7 separate regions of the Mus musculus genome follow, and regions 1, 2, 3, 4, 5 and 7 are each linked to region 6. Evidence: chromatin contacts called from public HiChIP or PLAC-seq and promoter capture Hi-C data. All regions are on one chromosome and are shown on one strand. The core of a region is the stretch at or near the end of the contact, and the rest is flanking DNA. Distances in the headings are between cores, read along the strand shown.

Region 1 (2,907 bases), core at 177-2,676, 2.6 Mb before region 6:
AGTGCTGGGATTAAAGGCGTGCGCCACCACTGATGCAGCACTCTGGGATGCAGAGGCTGACTGTACCACACTGGAGGCGCAATGTGCAAACCAGACACGGGAGGGCCCATAATCCTAGTACTTTTCAGGCAGAGGCAGGAGGATCACCAGAAGCCAGCTTGGGTCATACAGTGAAAACCTGCTTCAAGAGTCGGGTTGGCGTAGGGATACTCAGGGAAGAAAAGAGAGAGCAGAGCAGTCTCTGCAGCAGGTCTTGAACTCCCACACAGTCATGGAAGTTCAAACTGCCATGTAGCCTATAAAATCAGGGAGGCAGCCGGGCGTGGTGGCACACGCCTTTAATCCCAGCACTTGGGAGGCAGAGGCAGGTGAATTTCTGAGTTGAGGCTAGCCTGGTCTACAGAGTGAGTTCCAGGACAGCCAGGGCTACACAGAGAAACCCTGTTTCGAACCCCCCCACCCCCACCCTCCCAAAAAATCAGGGAGGCTCCTGAGACCTGATGATCGGGCCACACTCCCACTAACTCTATTACCTCAGCTGTAGGGCCCCCAGTACGGACACAGTCGGTGGCAGCAGTTAGGAGCTACGAGGAGAGCCCTGGGCAAGCTCATATCTGTGCAGGCTCACAGAAAGCTATTTTAATCTCTTTATTAGAGTCAAGGTGACACAGAGCAGAGAGGAAGCAGGCTCCCTCCTTCCCAGAGCATGTGCCTCTGCACAAAGCAGCTTCTTCATGACCTCCCTAGGATGAGAAGGAAGACAATGGGAGGTGGATGGGAGTATGACACACAGGAAGGCACAAAGGAACACATAAGTGGTGGTAACTATTATTGATTACAATATTTCAGTGATCCCAGCGCCACCTTCCACATTACCGGGTGGGGTCTTTACTCATTACAGGGGCAAATCCATACTAAAAAACTCACTGTGTGCTGGGGTGTAGCGCGATCAGCACGCACTTTATCCAGCACACAGGCAGAGGGGACAGATGAGACCGGGTATGGTTGAGGGTGCATTTTCTAAGGAGGAAACGGAAGGATAGGAAGATTAAAGATGTTGAGTTGCATACTAAGTGGGTGGTGAGGCGAGCCCTCATCTGAGCCCAATAACAGCCAATTACCCTAATTATCAACGGCGCCCCAGGACGAGGCCTAGAACTGAGCGCCTTGACCCAAGTCATCTCGCTCCGCCTCAGCAATGACCTGCCATAAGGCTCGATCACACCCCACTTCTCCACCCCGAGGCCACGGCGTGCCGCTCACCCCCGAGCCTGGGTCCGGGTCCGGGGCCCACAGCTCCGCCACCATCTCGGTGTGCAGAAACTCGAATAGCACCGCGTCCGCCATACGCCGCCTCGCGACCCTCACGCCTGGCCAACGCTTCCGGCTCCCATTGGTCAGCTCGGGAGGTAGGCCCGATCTGATTGGTGATCCTATTTAGCTCCGCCTGCTTCTTGAAAGCCAGGAGGCGGGTCCACCGAGCCCCTTCCTTGGCCGCGCTGTTAACATCTTCCGCCCTTTCTTCGCTTCCCTCCCTGCTCCCGAGTCTTCGGACATCCAATTGGCTGAGTCTCTGATTCCTGTGAGGGTCCAAGATTAAAAAAAATAAATTTACGCGTCAAACGGAATTTTCCTAAATACATAAGCAAATAAATAAATAAACCCACACTACGGAAGCGACTTGTCTAACCGCTTTCCTATTGGCCATAACTCGGCTCACGTGACGCTGCGAGAGACCGGCTCACTTCCGCCAGGCAGCGGACCCCTTGGGCTCGGAGCCTCGGAGACCCGGTATGGCCTTCCTTCCGGGACTCTGGTGTCGGTGGCTCTTGTTAAGGGTCCCCTCGGGCGGCTGTCCTTTCTGTTTGCCCTGGTGCCTATTGCGGCCAAGTGCTCGCTGGCCAGGAGGACAGTGGAGGGTGTGGCCTGTGCTGGTGGGACTCTGGGAACTCTTGGTTACAAAGCTTTTAAAACTTACTTTATTATTGTCAGTATTATTTTGAGACAAGTTCTCACTATGTATGTAATGTTGGATGGCCTGGCACTATTGAGGATCAGGCTGATCTCGAACTCACAGAGATCTTCCTGCCTCTCCTCCGGTGCTGGGAATTAAAGTCATTATTATTATTTTATATTAGTTAATGTATATATACGCGTGCGTCTCTAGCACGCGTGTAGAGCTCAGAGGACAACTGTACGGGCCTCAGTTCGCTTCTTCCACCATGTGGGTCCCTGGGTTCGAACTCTTGGCGTCAGGTTTGATTGCAAGTGCCTTTTCCCAGCTGAGCCATCTCGTGTGACCTAGTTCTAAGGCTTTGCCTGGACGGTCCTTGATGTCCCCGGTGTGCACACAAATGATACAGAGGTGCACAATTCCAACCCATGTGTACACGAGGAAACTGAGGCCCAAGTCAGGACTCGCTGGGGATGGCGGTGAAGGGGCTGGGACTCGGGACCTCACGTCCGCTCAATTCCTCTTCTCCAGCTCCGTGCCATGGAGTCATCCCAGGGTCGGCGGAGAAGGCCGGGGACAGTGGTACCTGGGGAAGCTGCGGAGACCGACTCGGAGCTGTCTGCATCCTCGTCCGAGGAGGAACTATACCTGGGTCCCTCGGGCCCTACGCGCGGCCGTCCCACGGGGCTGCGTGTGGCCGGGGAGGCGGCGGAGACCGACTCGGAGCCTGAGCCCGAGCCCACGGTTGTGCCGGTCGACCTGCCCCCGCTCGTGGTGCAGCGCGATCCGGCGGAGACTTGGGGCACGGAGGAGACCCCTGCCATGGCGCCTGCGCGCTCGCTGCTGCAGCTCCGGTTGGCTGAGAGCCAGACGCGCCTGGACCACGACGTAGCGGCTGCGGTGAGCGGCGTGTACCGCCGTGCGGGTCGCGATGTGGCCGCCCTGGCGGGGAG
Region 2 (2,884 bases), core at 300-2,799, 2.9 Mb before region 6:
TGTACCTGGGTAGCTATGGGTGGCATTTTCGTGTGAGCCTCTGAGCCTTTGAGTATACATCTGGCAACCCTTTCTTGCCTGCTGTGGGGTGGGATTGAGATGTGGGACAGCCTGGACTTTTACGGTGGCTGGGAGTCACACAGAGGAGATAGATGTATCTCTGGGCGTGTAGAGCTGACAAGGGGGTCCAGAGATTTGCAGGGACTTATGTGACAGGAGAAGGTTGAAGAAAGACTTCCTGGAGAGGGGATGAAGGAGCCCCACGCAAAGGTCACTTTTCCTGGTTTCACAATTGCTTCCTGTGACAGGGAATGCTAAAACAGCTTTGAGAGCCCTGCCAAAACCTACAACATAAGCCTTTCCACTAGGACTGATGGGTAAAACCTTGGCTCACAGGGCAGCTCAACGCTGGTCACCCTCAGACTGGCCAGAGACTGGAGGGGGAGGACCCTCTCTCAGCATGACCCACAATTATACCACCCCCCATCCATAGCAGTATCCCAGGCTAGTTTCTACCCTCTGAACAGAGGCAGAACCCTCCTTCTCCAGCCCCCATCCAGCATTCTTGGGATTTTGTTCCACACTGCCTCGGCGTGTGAGGATCCTGGAGTAGACTGATCTGTGACCCCTTACTTTGACCTGTGACCCTCTCTTCCATCCCGCGGTCCTAGCAGCCTGCTCTTTCCCTCAGCCACTCACCTGCCGACGCGCCAGCCCACTTCTCCTCCCCTCCCCCCAAGGTGGGGAAGGAATGGCGGGCAGAGAAGGAAGGCGGAAGGGGGGTGACATTCCTTGGATTCCCTGGATGGGGGGAAGTGAAGGAGTCAAGGAGAGCAGAGCAGAGCAGAGGGAGGGGCACCCCATCCCCACCTCATCACCAAAGAGGCCGACCAGGACTGGGAATTGAAAACCCATTAGAGAAAAGATTGACCTGACCAGTTCCAGGCCACTGCTCAGTCAGAGGAGGGGCGCTTCCCAGCAAGGTGGCTGCCTCTAAGGGGAGGGCATCCTAGGGCACTCAGGGAAGAGCCGGTCATGCAGGAGAGACTACAAAGAGAGACCAGCACAGGCAACTAATCACATCAGGGACCGCTGGTCAAAACCGACAGTTCACAAACCAGGGCGATGGCTCACCCTTGTAATCCCAGTACTTGGGAAACTGAGGCAGAAGGCCAGCCTGAGCTACAGTGGGCCACCGACTCCAAAAAGAAAATAAACTAGGAAAAAGATTCACCTGCAGTCGAGGGCCACATGCCACCTTGGGCATGCGTGTCAAGACCCCGCAGGTGGCCAGGAAGGAAGGGAACGAGTATCTGCGCGCTTTCCCTTAGATTCCAGCTCGAGGCTTGACTGGAGGGTCGGTCCCCACGGCTGAGGAGGAGAGCCGCAGGCGTGGGTTGGATGGAGCAGCGCGCGGCGGTGCTAGCGGGTCCCCGCGCGCGCGAGGGTGGGAGGTCCTCTCAGGGCAGTGGGAGGTCTTGGCCCTGCGCCCAGCTTGGGGATGGGGTGGGCGTGGTCAGGGGCGTGGTCAGGGGCCTGGCCTCCGCTGCCAGCTTCAGGGCGGCGGAGAGCCTCGCCCGGGCTCAGTCACTGCCGCCACTGCAGGGAACATGGAACCCCCTGACGCCCGCGCAGGGCTGCTGTGGCTCACCTTCCTGCTGTCGGGCTACTCAGGTATGACTTGGGGCTGAGGGCAGAGCTGAAACTTGAGGTTGGGGCTTGTGGGGCAGGCCCCTGGAGTCCCCGAGAAGACAAGGGGAACAAGCTTCCATTTCCCCAGGGATCACAATCTAGGGATTCCCCAGTAGGGAGGAAGGCGGGAGGCCTTGGGGTGCACCCGATCTGAGAGCTAAGGATACCCTAGCTCTGGAGCAAACACATCTGAGACAGCTGTCCCTCCCCAGCTCTTTGGGAATCCTGGAGTCTAAGCCCTGCGACCCCTAATAACCTTGAGTACCTGGAATCTGGGATCTGTAGCCCCTAGTCCCTTAGACTGGAGTCCAGCCCCTCCCCTCCCCCATAGTCAAAATAGGTTCTGCTAAGATACTGAAGATTAGCATCCCGGAGCTGTTCTCTAAGTGATTAAGCTCAGAGTTTCCTCAGAGAAACGGGGGACCCTGCGGTTAAAGCACTTTCTAGAATGTTAGGGTTTCCCCAAAATTCAGAGTTTAGGCTGCCTCTAAAGGACCCGCCTCTCTCTGAAAGGGCCGGAAGAACCGAGCCTGACAGAGAAGGTGGAACAGTGTTTTCCGACTGACAGGGCCCCTTTCCTGAGGGCCCCGATAAATCCACACACCTGCATGTGGTGAAGTGGGGAGGAGAAACAGGGGCGGGGGGACACTGGGGACAGGGTGAAGAGAGATCAGGGAAGACAGGATATCTGGCTGCTTGGCTGCTCACAACCAGTCCAGAGCACCAGCTTGGCCCCCAACCAGCTCCCCTGGGACAGGCTGGGCCCAGAGGTGGGTGCCTGAGAACCAAGGCTCCTGGCACAAACGTGATATAGAGTGGGAACCCAGGAGTAGTCTGTGCCAGGTTAGGCGGGAAAGGAATGATGCCAGCCCAGAGGGTAGATTCTCAGCAAGAACCGTGCTACCTGCCAGACCCTGACAGGAATCCAAGACCCAAGTTCTCAGGTCCCTAGGACTCAGAGATCCGTGTTTCCCACATGCAGCCTGCTATACCTCGGGCAGCTAGTTGTCTAAACTTCCAGTCCTTTCTCCCTCAGGACCCAGCCTCACCTCTGCCCAGGTGACTCACCTCACCCTTTTCAAGCTTCTCTGGTAAAGAGATGGGGGGGGGGTGTTGTCAAGGGGCGGGTAGGGGGCTCTGGCGCCAAGCTGGGCAGGTCTCAGCCAGCCTGACCCTCCCACATTCCTGAAAC
Region 3 (2,986 bases), core at 364-2,863, 2.5 Mb before region 6:
TGAACCCTATTTCTGTGGCCCTCTTACTGACACAGCTAATGAGTTTACTGAGCAGCAGACAGTAGGAACCTTTTACCTCTCAGGATCACAGCATTCTTGCTTCTAAGTAGCTCCATAAACCTTACTTGGAACAAGGTTGTGAGGGCTAATACATTGGTGGGCCAGCAATATGGCTTAGCGGGTAAAGGTGCTTGTGGCCAAGCCTGATCACCCGAGTTCAATCCCCAAGACATACACGGAAGGAAAGAACCAACTCTACCCTCACGTGCACACTGTAGCATGTATACACACATTGGAAATAAGTATACCTAAAAGAAAACTTTTTTTAAAAAGTTTGTGTTCAGGGCTGTTGAAATAGCTCAGCAGGTAAAGGCGATTGCTATCAAACCTAACAGCCTGAATTTGATCCCTAGAACCCACATAAAATGATAAGAAATCTGGGTGGTGTTGGCCTATGCCTTTAATCACAGCACTCAGGAGGCAGAGGCAGGTGGATCTTTTGGGACTTTGAGGCCTGCCTGGTCTATGAAACAAGTTCCAGGACAGCAAAAATCACACAGAGAAACCCTGTCTCAGAAAACACAACGAGGGACTGGAGAGATGGCTGAGCAGTTAAGAGCACTGGCTGCTTGCTCTTCCAGAGGTCCTGAGTTCAAATCCCAGCAACCACATGAAGGCTCACAACCATCTGTACAGCTACAGTGTACTCACATACATAAAACAAATAAATCTACAACAAAACAAAACCGAAATAGAAGTGGAAGGAAAAACCCAACTCCACAAAGTTGTCCTCTGACCTCCACATACGGAACCCCTTCTTCCCTCCACTATTGTCACTACCAGGAATACCTCCAGAGTTTTCCTATACATAGCCCTAGCTAGCCCGAAACTCACTATGAAACCCAGACTGTACTTCAAACTCGAGCAATCTGTCCTCAGCCACCCTGTCTCTAGAATTACAGGCATAATTGTAATTACTATCAGTCAGTTTATGCGGTGCCAGGATGGAACCCAGAGTTTCACCCCTGCTAGCTAGGCTAGCACCCTACCAACTGAGCGACATTCCTCGCCTTGTTATTTACAATTGTTGTTAGTACACGGTCTCGCTGTGTAGCCCCGGCTGGCCTCCAAAATCGCAGCGATGCTCCTGCCTGGGTCTTCCGGGTGCTGGGATAGCAAGGCCCGGGCCCCGACCAGGACGTTTGCCTGCCAGAGGCATCAGAATGCAAGGAGGGCAGCCTCGCCACCCACCTTGGCGTCCAGCGTGCGCTTGAGCTCCAGCATGTAGGAGAACTGCTCCGGGTAGATGTAGTCGTACGGGAAGTAGACCAGCAGCCCGTCCACGTTGAGCCTGGCGGCGGTGAGGCGTCGGTGCCCGGTGCTCTCGAGCCGCCTCGGCCTCCGCTCCGCCCGCCCGCCCGCCCTCGTGGCGTCTCGCCGCCAGGGACCCCGAAGCCACCCGGACCGGTCTCCGCAGCCTCTCCACGCCGCGCCCCAGCCCCGGCGACGCCCACCCGCCGCCCCATTGCCCACCGCAGAGCCGCCCGCTCTTTCAGAGACCCCATCTCACTTCATGGCGGCTGATCGCGGCGTCCACACGCCCGCTCCTGAATATTCAACGAGGGGGCGTGACCCAGAGACACACCTTCCTCGGGACGCCATTGGCCGAGTCCTCCCGTCACTCTGCCAATCGGAAAATTGGCGCGTGCGCATGGCGGTGAGAGGGCGGACTTCGGAGAGAAGTGGTGCCCGAGGCATCGCTGAGGATCGCCGAGGACTTCGAGCAGAACACAGAAAGAAGAGAGTCGAGAGAATCGATAGAGTTCATTGCTGCTTCGCTCCTCCAGGTTCTGTTCTGGTTGTCCAAGTCGTGAAAATAGTGTTTAAGAGAGAATAACAGAGAAATTGGAGACCGTCTTGATTTTTTTGTTTTTCGGGTGTTTTTTTTTGTTTTTTTGTTTGTTTTTTCGAGACAAGGTTTCTCTGTGTAGCCCTGGCTGTCCTGGAACTCACTCTGTAGTACAGGCTGGCCTCGAACTCAGAAATCCACCTGCCTCTGCTTCCCACCACTGCCCTGCCTAGCACGTGTTTTTAAGCATTTATTAATATGGGTTGGAAAGATGGCTCAGACGTTAAAGCATAGGTCACAAACAAACAAAACTTCATTAATTAAGGGCCTGGAGGAATCACTCAGTAGTTAAAAGCACTTTCTGATTTTGAAGAGGAGCAGGGTTCCCAGCCGCCCCACTCTCCACTCCCACCCCCCAAATCAGGCAGCTTATGATCGATCACCTTTAGGGCTAGCTCCATGGAATCCAATACCTCTGGCCTGTGGAAGGAAGAGGAAACCTGCAGAATTTGGTTCAGTCCTTTCCTTCCACTATGTGTGGGAATCGAACTCAGGTCAAAAGGCCTGTACCTCATGAGCCATCTCATGAGGTACAGGCCTCAGTAGACAGTCGTACTATGTAACCCAAGCTGGTCCGGAGCTCACTCTATAGCCTGGGTGGCTGGCCCCAGCTTGTGGCTAACCCACCTGAGGGCTGGACAATGCTGTCAGTTATTTCATATCTCTGGATTCTTGCTCAAATATCACCTTTTAGTCCTTCCTCCCTTCATTTCATCCTTTCTTTTCTTTCTTTTTTTTTTTAAGATTTATTTGTTATATATAAGTACATTGTAGCTGTTTTCAGATATACCAGAAGGGGGTATCCAATCTCATTACTGATGGTTGTGAGCCACCATGTGGTTGCTGGGATTTGAATTCAGGACCTTTGGAAGAGCAGTCAGTGCTCTTAATCACTGAGCTCCAGTCCCTTTTCTTTTTGAGAGAGTCTTTCTACTTAGTTCTGACACTGTCCTAGATCTCACACTATAAACAAGGTTGGCCTTGAACTCACAGAGACCTGCCTGCCTCTGCCTCCGGAGTGAGTGCTGAGATTAAAGGTGCATACCATAATGTCTGGCTATTTTCTTTCTTTCTTTC
Region 4 (2,700 bases), core at 60-2,559, 2.9 Mb before region 6:
CTGCTTCCAACTCAAAGCAAGTTGTTATTTGCCCTTCAGAAGTCAGCACGGCCTGCACACACACAAAATAATCAGCAAGCAAACAAATAGGAGCATTAACAAGAGTGGAAAGCAAGTTGGTCAGAGCCAGGGTCCACTCCTTGGGCCTTGCCACATGGGAGAGGGGCTTCATGTATGTGGCCGGTGGAGAAGGGGCCCTACCCCAGCCCAGGTGGCTCTCTCACAAGAAACCCCCAAATGCCTGGCCCTTGGGGAGGATTTGGCTGTCAGGTACTTCAGCAGCGGAGTACCTGTTCCCCTCCCCCATCCCCAACAAGTGGACCTTCTCATTAGCTCCACTCGGCGGCCCTGGGAATGTGAAAAGGCGGGTGGGGGTGGGGAGGGTGGAGCGTCTACGAAGAGACAAAAGGGCCGCCTCAAAACCAGCCACAAAGACCACAGGATTCTGGTGAGATAGAGAAAGTGGGACAAGGACAACCGGAAGGGACTGGTAGGGCCAGAGGACAGACTGACTGGTCCAGCCCCACCCAGCGGGGTTCGGCCTGCTGGGTTGGTTTATGCTGCCCCCTCGCGGAAGGCTGCGATATAAAAAAAGGATACTGGGTGGGAGGGACGCAGAGGCCAGATGCAGGGACAGGAATATTAAGAGTGACACAGAAAAAAACTATGAGACAAGAAACAGAAAGTGACAGGGACGCAAAGAGAGACGCACACAGTCAAAGGAATGCAACGAGACACGGGGACTAAGTGACATAGGCACATGGACAGACAAAGAAACACCAGAGCAGAGCCACAGAGAAACATGGGGATGCGGAGGGAGACTCAGAGGTAGAGAAAGAGGAGAAATCTGGAAAGAAATGATGCGGCGACACGAGAACCCAGGGCAGAGATCAGAAAGAAATGGGGTCCACTAAGAAGTGACCCCGACCTACCACAGCAGCAGGACTAGGAGAAAGGCTGGGACAGGGGTGTGGCCTCACCAAGGGGCGGTGCCTCAGGAAGGGAGGCCCTATGAGAGCCCACATACTCAGGCTAACCAGAGGGCAGTGGGGCGTGGTCTGGGCGAGAAGGCATGGCTTCTCCTGGTGGGAGGCGACCGGAAGTTTAGAAGGGGGTGTGACCGCGTCTCATTAGAGTGACCAGTAGGGGGCGCAGTGGGTCTTCCCGGGTTGTGTGTGGGCGTGGCTCCATGTCGAGTGGGCGTGGTCAAATAGTTAATTCCAGGAGAAGGCGGAGATAGAATCGTGGGGCCAGACAGGTGTGGGACGCGGGATGGGCGGGGTCTTAGCCCTGAGAGGGGCGGAGCCTGAGCCCTAGGATCGGCTTGGCGAAGAGGGGCGGGGCCTGTGACGTCATGAGTCCGGCCCGCTGGAGCTAAGCGAGGGGCCGGGGGGCGCGGATCCTGAGAGCCAGGCGAGGGAAAGCTGGGCCGAACGAACTGATCCGGGGAGCCGTGAGCGGCGGAAGCCGGCCTGGAGCCGGACACTTCAGACCCCTGACTGCCCTCCCAGCCGATCGGTACACGAAGAGTGGTCCCTAGGCACCCCCTGCCCGGGCCCAGTCCCTCCCCGGGCCCCCCATGGCCCGGGCCGCAGTCCTCCCGCCGTCCAGATTGTCACCGACGCTGCCGTTGTTGCCGCTGCTACTGCTCCTGCTTCAGGAAACAGGTGAAAACGCGCGGATGCCTTCGTCAGTCCTCAGAAGGGAGGGAACGGGGCATCGTCCCCCACCTCACTCCCAGCTCCCCGAGGCCCCTTTCCCTCGTGCCCCCTTCTAGGTTGGCCCTACTGATCGAGATTCTCGCAACACACCGGGCTCTCTCTCCGAGTCTCCTAACCTCCCTCTCTGCACCTCGCGTAATCACAAGTGTCCATTCTAACCCGGGTTTCTGACCCCCTCCACCTCCCTCGGCGTGGAAAGGGTTAAATCCTCCCCATCCTGTGCTGATCACTTATCCGGAATCTGGATTTCCGTCTCTGCTCTCCCCCCTCAGGAATGTGGAGAATGTTCCCCCCACTCACACTAGCTGGAGGGTCGTGATGGTGAGGAGGGACGACACCCCCCCCCCTTTTTTTTCTTTTCCTTCTTGTTGGGTTGGGCATCCGAGGCCCGGGGAGAATTGGGCGCGAGGGGACCCACAGTCGAGGTTCCCAAGACGAGTGTGTGTTGGGGGGGGGATGAGTTCGGTCTTTGGGAGCCCTTGGCAAACCAATGATGAGAGTTGGGGGCACTCAGGGGCAGGAAGGGTGTGAGTCTGGAGTGCAAGCCTCAGGGAGTTTACAGACACTGACCCCTGGGTTCTGGGAAAATTAAGAGGTTCTGCCTCCAGGATCTCAGAAGGCGAGCCTAACCCGGGTCTAGATAGAATTGGAGAAAAGGGGTTCAAACTTGTGGGTCTTGGGTTTAACTGTGGGCAAAGAGCTCTGCTCGCTGGGGTCCAGGTGCAGTTAGGGTCCAGAGGCACTATCTTGGCAGGTTCGGATTTAGCTGTAGGCAATGGAATTTAATGATCAAGGGACTCTGACCTTTACCCCTCTGCCCCCAAATATAATCAAAGGCTTAAAGACGTAGCCTGAAATTGGGAACTTAGTCGGCTGTGTCCCAGGTAGAGTCAGAGCCCGGGAGGTTTGCAGTTTTCCTCCCCTTCCCCCTTTCCTTGTGAGTGGCAACGTCCCTGGGGAAGTTTTCCGGTATCGCTTT
Region 5 (2,710 bases), core at 180-2,679, 2.7 Mb before region 6:
TTATGTATGTGAGTACACTGTCGCTGTCTTCAGACATACCAGAAAAAGGCATTGGATTCCATTACAGATGGTTGTGAGCCACCATGTGGTTGCTGGGAATTGAACTCAGGACCTCCAGAAGAAGAGTCAGTGCTCTTAACCGCCGAGCCATTTCTCCAGCCCCTGGAAGCTCAATTTCTAATCTGGATCTTGAGATGGGAAGACACACTTTTAATCCAGCTCTAATCTGGGCCACGATTTCTGCTGGATTGTATATAGGGATGTGGAAGAAGGAAGCTTTAGGTATTTGCCTGCTTGCCATCGTCTTGCTAGCAAGTCCATTCCTTCACTGGCGTTAGAGCCTTCTCTGTGGTTCTAGTGTATACTGAAGACCAGCTGAGGCATCCAGCCTTGTAGCCCGAGCATCTACTGATCTACTGAGTTCTTGGCCTTTCTGTTCCTAGCCTGCTATTGTTGAATTAACTGAACACAACCTACAGATAATTTTTATTAATCCCACATATATGTCTGTGTGTATACATATATATTTATATATACATATACACGTACATATATGTATACATATATATGTACATATAGGATTAAATAAAATTATATAATATATATGTGTGTGTATACATCTCAGAGAAACATACACCTTCAGGCATACACATAATATTTTTTTTCCGAGACAGGGTTTCTCTGTGTAGCCCTGGCTGTCCTGGAACTCACTTTGTAGACCAGGCTGGCCTCGAACTCAGAAATCTACCTGCCTCTGCCTCCCAAGTGCTGGGATTAAAAGGCGTGTGCCACCACTGTCCGGCAATATAAATCTTTTAAAAAGACTTTTCTATTTTTGTATTTTATGCATATGGGTGTTTTCTCGGCATGTATGCACATCAGAATAGGGCACTGGATCCCATAGGACTACAGTTAAGAGACTGGTTGTTGGGCTGGTGAGATGGCTCAGTGGGTAAGAGCACCCGACTGCTCTTCCGAAGGTCCAGAGTTCAAATCCCAGCAACCACATGGTGGCTCACAACCATCTGTAATGAGATCTGACTCCCTCTTCTGGAATGTCTGAAGACAGCTACAGTGTACTTACATATAATAAATAAATAAATCTTTAAAAAAAAAAAAAAAAAAAAAGAGACTGGTTGTGAGCCCTATGTGAGTGCGGGCAATTAAACTCAGGACCTTGGCGAGAGCTTCCAGTTCTCAATCGATTGTCACCACTCCAGCCCCTAAAAGAAATAAATCTTTAAAAACAACAACAAAACGTGTCTGGAATTCTGGGTTCCTCTACTTAAGCTCTCACTTTTAGGACAGGTCCCAGATGGTGCCACCCTGCAGGCCCCGCCCATAATCGCGAGAGCCACGCCCACATCCCAGAGCCCTTCCTCTCGACCGCGGAAGTGCCTTTTGTGCAGCGCCGCCTCTCTCCTTCGCTCAACCTCTCACTTCCGCTTCCGGTGTGGGTCGTGAGCGCGCGCGAGCGCAGCAGTGGGAGGCGGCGACTGGCCGGTGAGTGCAGGCATCCGACCCCGACCTCCCGGCTTCCGAGCGGTGGCAGTCGACCTCATCCTTGTCCGAGGCGCTCCGGAGATCACCGTGGGTGTCCGCCGGGCCCCGACGGCGGCCCCGCCTGCTTCCGCCCTGACAGGCCTCAGGCTGCGCCCCTCGCCCCTCCTCAGGCCCGAATCCGGGCTTTGGGGTTCGGCACGGACCCTGGTCCCCAGACGCAGCTCCGTCCCTGTCTTTCACCCATCGCTCCGGCCCAGGGCCGCACTCTCTCTTTTTAGCCTGCCTGGCCGGCTTCACGTCCCTCCTTTAGAGCTCAGCCGCCTGACCATCTTCATCCTCTGTCCACGCCCTTCACCTGGCCTCACCCCCCTCCCCAAGCGTGTCTGGGCTGTGCTGTTGCCTCTCTCCACTAACCTACCTTACAACACTGCTGCACCCCCCTCCCGTACCATGCATGGTTCCTGCAGAGGGATCTTAGGGGTTCTTGTGAGCCCAGCCCTGGCAGCTACGGATCGGTTTCAGACATTCCTTTTATTTCAAAAATTCCATTTTTATTTTTCCAGACAGCATCTCACTATGTAGCCTTGGCTAGCCTGGAACTTAGTACATAAACCAGGCTGGCTCCATACTCAGACATCTGCCTGTCCTGCCTTCCCACTGCTGAGATTCAAGGCATGCACCATCACTCCCAGCCATTTTTTTTTTAATTAAAGTAGGATCTCCATATTTAGGTTACACTGGACAGTGTAACCAAGGCTGGCCTTGAACTCAAGACAGTTCTGCATCAGCCTTCCAAAGGCTATCTACTCTATAGTCTTTCATATGGACTTTAGCGAGCAGAATCTAGGAGGATTTTTTTTCCCAGGAGAAGATCTTACCTAGGTCACAGAGAGCTTTCTCATAGTTCTGGAGCTACTGCCACAGGACTGTTAGGAGTCCTTTTGTGCACTCAGCGTCCTGGTCTGCAGCAGGGTCTCTCTCTCCCCTGAAGCCATGGGACTTGGAATTTAGTCCATCAGGATCAACCCCAACATGTCAGAGGACTGTAACTCTACCCACGTGGTCTTTATAGTCCCTTTGACATGTCTGGTGCCCTCCTCCCTCAGGCAGAAGCCTCAGCACCATGTGGCACGAGGCTCGGAAGCATGAGCGGAAACTTCGAGGCATGATGGTGGACTACAAGAAGAGGGCGGAGCGGCGTCGGGAG
Region 6 (2,882 bases), core at 379-2,878:
GAGACAGAGACTGTGTTAAGGAAATGAAACAGAGATGCTGGGGTATGGAAAGGTTGGAGCAACAACCGGAAAGGGTCTCCAGACTCAAGGAGTGATGTAGGGAGGGAGAAAGAGCTGGAGCCTTTTCAATTTGAAAGTCATCATTAGAGTTCCTCGGCGAATCATACTCTCTCTCCCCTCACTCCCTAGCTATCTTCACCTGGCCTCCCCGTGTTACTGAGCCATGGGACCAAGTAGAAGAAAGAAGTGTCATTGGGTTGATCAAAATGCCCCCGGGGGTCCTCAGGGACTGTTCGGGGGTTTCTCAGCAGCCGGTCTCTCTCTCCAGAGGCCTGAAGATTCCCCTTCCCCCACCCCGCCCCCTCCAGGGATCTCCAAGCACCCCGAGACTTAAGGAAAGATGAAGATGGATTCCGGGTAGCGGGGCCCAGAGGGAGGTTATGTTTGAATGCCGGCTGTGTGACCTTGGGTGAGTCTCTTCCTGTCTCTAAGCCTCAGTTTTTTTCTCTGTAAAATGGGGACTTTCAAACCCTCATGAAATAGGAAATCTGTAAGAAGACGAATGTTTGGTTTAACACACACTAGGCATCCAGGACGGTTAACAGGGTCCATGCTGAGTCCAACGGAGGCCGTGCATCCTCCCTATCAGCTCTATTTGGGGGTAGGAAAAGCCAGGTCTCCAGTCTTATCTCTTTCCCCCTGCCTGCTCCCCTACCCTAGGACCGGTGTGCTGAGCATACACTACCAAGACAGACAGACGGACACAGGAGCAGGGAGGTGGGGGAACGAATGGGGGAGGGAGGAATGCATGGATGGACGCACGGACAGGCGACCCCTCACCAGCTGCTCCTCCAGGGCTGCTGCGGCCCTGCGCGCCGCTGCCGCATCCTCGTCCTCCTCGGCGTCCTCCTCGTCCTCAGCCTCGGCGCCCCCCATCCCGGGCTGGGCCAGCCGCAGCGCCTGCTGCACGCGGTACTCCTGCCTCTCTCGGAGCCAATGCAACTCGCAGAGCCCGGCCAGGCTGCCTTCCAACCATCCCCGCAGCCGACCCCGCTCCGGGCTCACCGGGAACGAGAAGGCCCGGATCATGGCTGCGGCCCCCCGCCCCAGCCCGGCCGGGCCCCACGGCCGCCCCTCTCGCCGGTCCCACCTCCCCGCCCCAGCAGCCCGCCCGCCCGCTGGCCGGGCTGTCACCGTCTCATCTGCATAGGCGCCCGCCCATTGGGCCGCCCACCCGCGCCTCATCTACATGACCACGCCCCTGAAGGCACGACAACGACCTACTATTGGTTGTTGCCTTCCGTGACGCAGGGCTCCGCCCCGCCCCATTTTTCCTTAACAACGCATGCCCAGGACTACCTACGGGGGTATCAGACTCGCCACGCCCCTTTGTGCGGCGATCCTGGGGCTGTGGCCACGCCTTCTTTATAATCACAATGAAGCAAGCCCGCCCTTGCTCCAATTTCATTGGTGCCAGTCGCTTGGTTCTGGAGCTGGTTCCGCCCCCTTGCGGGCGAGCGCTGGCTGCCATTGGGCTCTCCAGGTCCAGGGAAGGGTGGTCTATAAATAGAGACTGGATCCACGTGACAGCTCCGCAGCTGCTCTTGCCGCCCCTCCCAAACTTTCAGCTTCTGAGTCTGCGCAGAAGGATCATCAGTGATGATTGAATCCGGATCACGCCTCCTCTTCCAGGCAGCTTTCCCAGACCCTCAGAAGTAAAGCGGATTGAACATCTTACGGTTTGATTATGCTTTTAAGCAGGACCTGTTCAAACCGGCTCTGTAATTCCATCATAGGGGAGGCTGAACCAGGAGGAGAATTGAGAGTTCAAGGCCAGCCTAAACTACATAGTGAATTTCAAGCTAGTTTGGATTACACAGCGAGTTTCTGTCTCATCAAAACAGCACATTTACGGAATTACAAGACCCTGGGTGAAATATTCTATGCTTTGACCAGAAGAGAATCTGAGGTCTTTTTTGTCTTCCAGGTGCGGTGGAGCTGAGTTCCACCAGTCTGAGCTCGCAGGGGCCTTTGTTCACGGTTCTAAGAGGCTTTGTTCTCAGTCTTCTGAGATGCTCTGTTCTCAACGTTCTGAAGTTCTAAATCTGAGCCTGCCTGCTTTCGAAGGCTGCATTCTGCCTCTTCTCACTGGGCAAGCCGGGCTAGCGCCCCCTCACGCGGCCAGCATGTGTCACTACACCCGGTGTGTCGGCAACGTTTGTGAAATAGCCCATTTCTCAGACGGACCTTTGACTCCTTAAAAGCTCAGATCTGGAAGGGAGGATGGGGCCGTAGAATCGCGGTGAGTTCGAGGCCAATCTGGGCTAACTATGACAGCCTGTCATTGAAAGAAAAATATAGTGTGAAACTGTCTTTTATAATGTTTTATGATCATCTGGCAATAACCAACTTTGATGTGGTGAGTCTATGCCACTTTAAGGCAGAGTAACACTAGGAAACGTATTTGGTCTCTCTGTGCTCTTCATCTACATCTAAAAAAAAGTTATTCTGAACGTTTAACAGCATAATTATGTTTTGTTTTGCTTTTTGAGGGTTTCACTAAGTAACCCTGGCTGAACTGTAACTATGTAGACCAGACTGGCTTGTTACTTTCAGACCACCTCTGGGTTGTATCTGACTCCCCCTACTCCAGTGCTCGTATTAAAGGAGTGGGTCACCACGTATAACCCTGTTATTTTTTATTATTTTTTTTTTGGAGTAACAGCTTCTACCACTCATAAAGAACTGAGTCTTGGGCATGGTGAGTCATATCTGTAATCCCAGCACTGGAGAAATGGCTCCGTGATTTAAGAGTGCTGTTGCTCTTCCAGAAGACCTGGGTTCGGTTTCTGGCACACAGAGAGAAAAAGAGGCTCACAGTC
Region 7 (2,700 bases), core at 60-2,559, 2.7 Mb before region 6:
ATCTTTCAGTACATGATATCTGGAAGCAGTTCCTAGCTAAGCACAGTGACCCAAGTCTGTAATCCCAGCATTTGGTGTGGGGAAGGGGGTGTAGAGGCAGGAGGAGCCAGAGATAAAGCCTGTCTTTCCTACATGGCAAGTCAGCGGGCAGCCTGGATTACATGAGAACCAGTAAAACCAAACAAAACCCAACCCTCCCCCCCCAAACAAAGCCCACTTAATGCCTTTTGGAGTTCAGAATGTAACTGAAGGTTTGCATTAATTATAGGGGCTTTTGGTACTTCTCAGTCTCCAAAGTGTGCTAACCCCCAACTGTGAAGAGGAAAGCAGCTACCCTTAGCAGTGGTCTCAGTTATCAGTTCACACTGGAGCCTCCCTCCAGTTCCAGCCTAGCTCTCTACTTGGCAATGCTGTGCTCGACCCTCCTCAAATCCCGTTCTGTGGTTTCAGTCCCTGTGCCAGTGGGCTTTAATGAGCTGAGAAGGAAAAGCGAAAGTGCCCAGATGAATCCTGAGCTTTGGAATCGACCCCTTGGAGGTGTGGCTTAGGCTCGCTCAGGTTTGGTCAGCTGGTTCATCCCGAGCCTTTGGAATTCCTGCTCCCAGTTTTTGTTTTGTTTTGTTTTTATAGCAGGTTCATGAATACCTAGCAGACTCGTCTAATATTGTAATTTACATTTGATACAATTTTGACGAAAATTGTGCTAAAGTGTGCTCTTCTGTCGCTTCTGTCACTTGTACGTACTCATCCGATATTCAGCTTGGCTCTCAGCTCTCAGCACCTCCATCACTTTATCCTGCTCCCAGTACTTGGCTTAGCCCCACCAGGGTCTCCTGCTGTAGCACCTGCTTGTCTGAGGCTCCCTTTGTAATCCAGCCTAGCCTCGAATTCGCAACCTCCTCCTTCAGCCTCTCCAAGGCTCGGTTCACAAGGCGAGTCACTACCATGTCCAGCAAGTGGTTTTTTAATTAATATCTGATCCGTATTTTATATTTTAAGTTACTCATTTCTTGTAGACGCGTAGAAATCAGAGGACAATTTTGTGGAGGCGATTCTTCTATTTTTACGAACTCAGACGGCTTTAGCCGCTGACAGCCCTCTCGCAGGCCGCGGTTATAGGATTTGTATTGAATCCTTTCCCGAATTACTTGGGCTTGTGACGAATGTGCGGGAGCCTGACTGTTGACAGCTTGGCTTGTGGGGGGCGGGAGGGGGCGGCTAGAACTCGCGCATGCGCGGCGCTCCGGGAGACAGCGTTCATAGGCCCCGCCTCTGTGTTCTGCAGTTTGGCTCTGCAGATTCGCCGGTCACGTTTCTTTTTTCCGCGGAGCTTACTGTTCTTTGTTCCGGTCTTCCTGTCGTCCTCGACACGGTTTTTTTTCAGAGCAAAAGCTTGAGTCGGTGCTATGCTTTTCTCGGTACGCAGCGGGCCCTTCGGCTTGTAGCGAAAGTGTGGCTGCGGAAGAGCAGGTACTCGCGGAGCTCGGCGGAGGCGCGTTGGGGCTCCCGGCGACTGCGACGACGACGACGACGACGACGACGAACGGAGCGGACGGAGGCGGCGCTTGAGGCAGCGGCGAAGCCCATGCCCCGGAACGGCGGGAGGACCCGGAGAGACGAGTCCGGGGCCCGGGGCATGTCCCCGGGGCCCCCGTGAGGAGGAGGAGGCGGCGGCGATGGAGATCCCGCCGCAGGAGGCTCCGCCCGGGCCGGGCGCGGACGCCGACGCGGACGCGGAGGCCGAGACCGAGGAGGCCTCCGCCGAAGCTGAGTCTCCTACCGGGACCTCGCCCCCGGCCGATGGCCGCCTTAAGGCTGCTGCCAAGCGTGTCACGTTCCCATCTGACGAGGACATCGTGTCTGGAGCGGTGGAGCCCAAAGACCCCTGGAGACACGGTAGCTTTGGCGAGGGTTGCGGGGGAGAGCCTAGAGGCGGGTGGGACCGCCATAGGGCCGACCCCCACGGAGGTGGCCCGCGGCAAATGGTACTTATTGGTGATTTCAACGGTGCCTAGGTTAGAGCTGGAGGCAGAGAGGGGTTGGCGGGAGAGCTGGAAAGGTCCACAGGACTGGGTTTTCAAAGCCTAACCTTGTTTGGGAGTTTGGGAGGCTGGCAGCCAGCCTTTGAGTTCATGGTACACTCAGGGATAGATGAAGAGAGCCTGGTTATAGTATTGGGGGAAAGGTAAGTGCCTGAGTCCACGGGATGGTGAGAGCGAAGCAGCTGGTCTGTAAACCAGGAGGCAAAGCGTAGCCGGCTATGGCCATTGCTCTTTTGGCTGAAACGAGGACGGAAATAAACCCAGACTGTACAGAAGTTTGTAAACCCTCCGACTGGGAAAGGAGGGTCAGAGGCAGCAGGTAGTAAAGCAGAGGACGAGGTGGCCAGTTTGCCTGTGTGCGAGGAATTCCGCAGTAAGGTTCGGCAGCAGAACGCGGAGCCCGCTTTTACCAGGGTTTACCTGGGGAAGGACTCGGCAGTATTCCCTACTCAACAGAAGGTGACTTACATGTTGGGAGATGGGAAGATCTAAGATCTAGGCCTGTTGGTGGGGAGGTGGAACTGGACGGGCACTTGGAGGAGTGCATTGGCTTTGATGGCTTTGAAAGGGAAAAGGTTGCTGGGGAGATGGACACAGGCTAATCCCATTTCTGAGCTGAATTGTGTTTTGCTTGGGTGGAGCCTGTGAAGTGAGGTCA

What was found. Promoter capture Hi-C pulls out the DNA fragments that hold promoters and counts their contacts. HiChIP or PLAC-seq counts read pairs in DNA pulled down with a chosen protein or histone mark.
Region 1: a promoter capture Hi-C map of liver shows a contact between it and region 6, with 4 times the contacts expected there. The contact joins the promoter of Trappc6a here to the promoter of 9330104G04Rik in region 6. A contact is called at or near these places in 5 of 39 promoter capture datasets (cranial neural crest, embryonic stem cells, liver and 2 more) and 1 of 115 datasets of contacts at active chromatin or transcription factors (forebrain).
Region 2: a promoter capture Hi-C map of cranial neural crest shows a contact between it and region 6. The contact joins the promoter of Bcam here to the promoter of 9330104G04Rik in region 6. A contact is called at or near these places in 1 of 39 promoter capture datasets (cranial neural crest) and 1 of 115 datasets of contacts at active chromatin or transcription factors (embryonic stem cells).
Region 3: an H3K4me3 HiChIP or PLAC-seq map of forebrain shows a contact between it and region 6, with 6 times the contacts expected there. The contact joins the promoter of Ercc2 here to the promoter of 9330104G04Rik in region 6. A contact is called at or near these places in 2 of 115 datasets of contacts at active chromatin or transcription factors (embryonic stem cells and forebrain) and 3 of 9 other capture datasets (adipose tissue, liver and pancreatic islet).
Region 4: an SRF HiChIP or PLAC-seq map of embryonic stem cells shows a contact between it and region 6, with 34 times the contacts expected there. The contact joins the promoter of Nectin2 here to the promoter of 9330104G04Rik in region 6. A contact is called at or near these places in 1 of 39 promoter capture datasets (cranial neural crest) and 3 of 115 datasets of contacts at active chromatin or transcription factors (astrocytes and embryonic stem cells).
Region 5: an H3K4me3 HiChIP or PLAC-seq map of embryonic forebrain shows a contact between it and region 6, with 4 times the contacts expected there. The contact joins the promoter of Clasrp here to the promoter of 9330104G04Rik in region 6. A contact is called at or near these places in 4 of 39 promoter capture datasets (cranial neural crest, frontonasal cranial neural crest, maxillary cranial neural crest and 1 more) and 2 of 115 datasets of contacts at active chromatin or transcription factors (embryonic forebrain and large pre-B cells).
Region 7: a contact with region 6 is called in a promoter capture Hi-C map of pre-B cells, with 2.9 times the contacts expected there. The contact joins the promoter of Ppp1r37 here to the promoter of 9330104G04Rik in region 6. A contact is called at or near these places in 6 of 39 promoter capture datasets (cranial neural crest, frontonasal cranial neural crest, hippocampal neurons and 3 more) and 2 of 115 datasets of contacts at active chromatin or transcription factors (astrocytes and embryonic stem cells).

Annotation. Positions count from the first base shown.
Region 1 is chr7:19,507,189-19,510,095 of GRCm38.p6, reverse strand. It overlaps Trappc6a (trafficking protein particle complex 6A), which reads right to left and starts at 1,426. Exons shown (of 6, transcript NM_025960.4): 1 at 1,264-1,426. The coding sequence starts at 1,347. Bloc1s3 (biogenesis of lysosomal organelles complex-1, subunit 3) reads left to right here and starts at 1,726. Exons shown (of 2, transcript NM_177692.4): 1 at 1,726-1,791; 2 at 2,486-2,907. The coding sequence starts at 2,495.
Region 2 is chr7:19,769,197-19,772,080 of GRCm38.p6, reverse strand. It overlaps Bcam (basal cell adhesion molecule), which reads left to right and starts at 1,549. Exons shown (of 15, transcript NM_020486.2): 1 at 1,549-1,674. The coding sequence starts at 1,611.
Region 3 is chr7:19,380,644-19,383,629 of GRCm38.p6, reverse strand. It overlaps Ercc2 (excision repair cross-complementing rodent repair deficiency, complementation group 2), which reads right to left and starts at 1,613. Exons shown (of 23, transcript NM_007949.5): 1 at 1,571-1,613; 2 at 1,252-1,351. The coding sequence starts at 1,575.
Region 4 is chr7:19,748,182-19,750,881 of GRCm38.p6, reverse strand. It overlaps Nectin2 (nectin cell adhesion molecule 2), which reads left to right and starts at 1,309. Exons shown (of 9, transcript NM_008990.3): 1 at 1,309-1,667. The coding sequence starts at 1,580. It overlaps Gm34744 (a long non-coding RNA gene), which reads right to left and starts at 1,312. Exons shown (of 3, transcript XR_881878.3): 1 at 933-1,312.
Region 5 is chr7:19,603,205-19,605,914 of GRCm38.p6, reverse strand. Clasrp (CLK4-associating serine/arginine rich protein) reads left to right here and starts at 1,429. Exons shown (of 21, transcript NM_016680.5): 1 at 1,429-1,503; 2 at 2,610-2,710. The coding sequence starts at 2,627.
Region 6 is chr7:16,873,632-16,876,513 of GRCm38.p6, reverse strand. It overlaps 9330104G04Rik (RIKEN cDNA 9330104G04 gene), which reads left to right and starts at 1,628. Exons shown (of 2, transcript NR_152128.1): 1 at 1,628-2,302. It overlaps Dact3 (dishevelled-binding antagonist of beta-catenin 3), which reads right to left and starts at 1,197. Exons shown (of 4, transcript NM_001081655.1): 1 at 841-1,197. The coding sequence starts at 1,089.
Region 7 is chr7:19,561,007-19,563,706 of GRCm38.p6, reverse strand. Ppp1r37 (protein phosphatase 1, regulatory subunit 37) reads left to right here and starts at 1,309. Exons shown (of 13, transcript NM_199149.3): 1 at 1,309-1,896. The coding sequence starts at 1,677.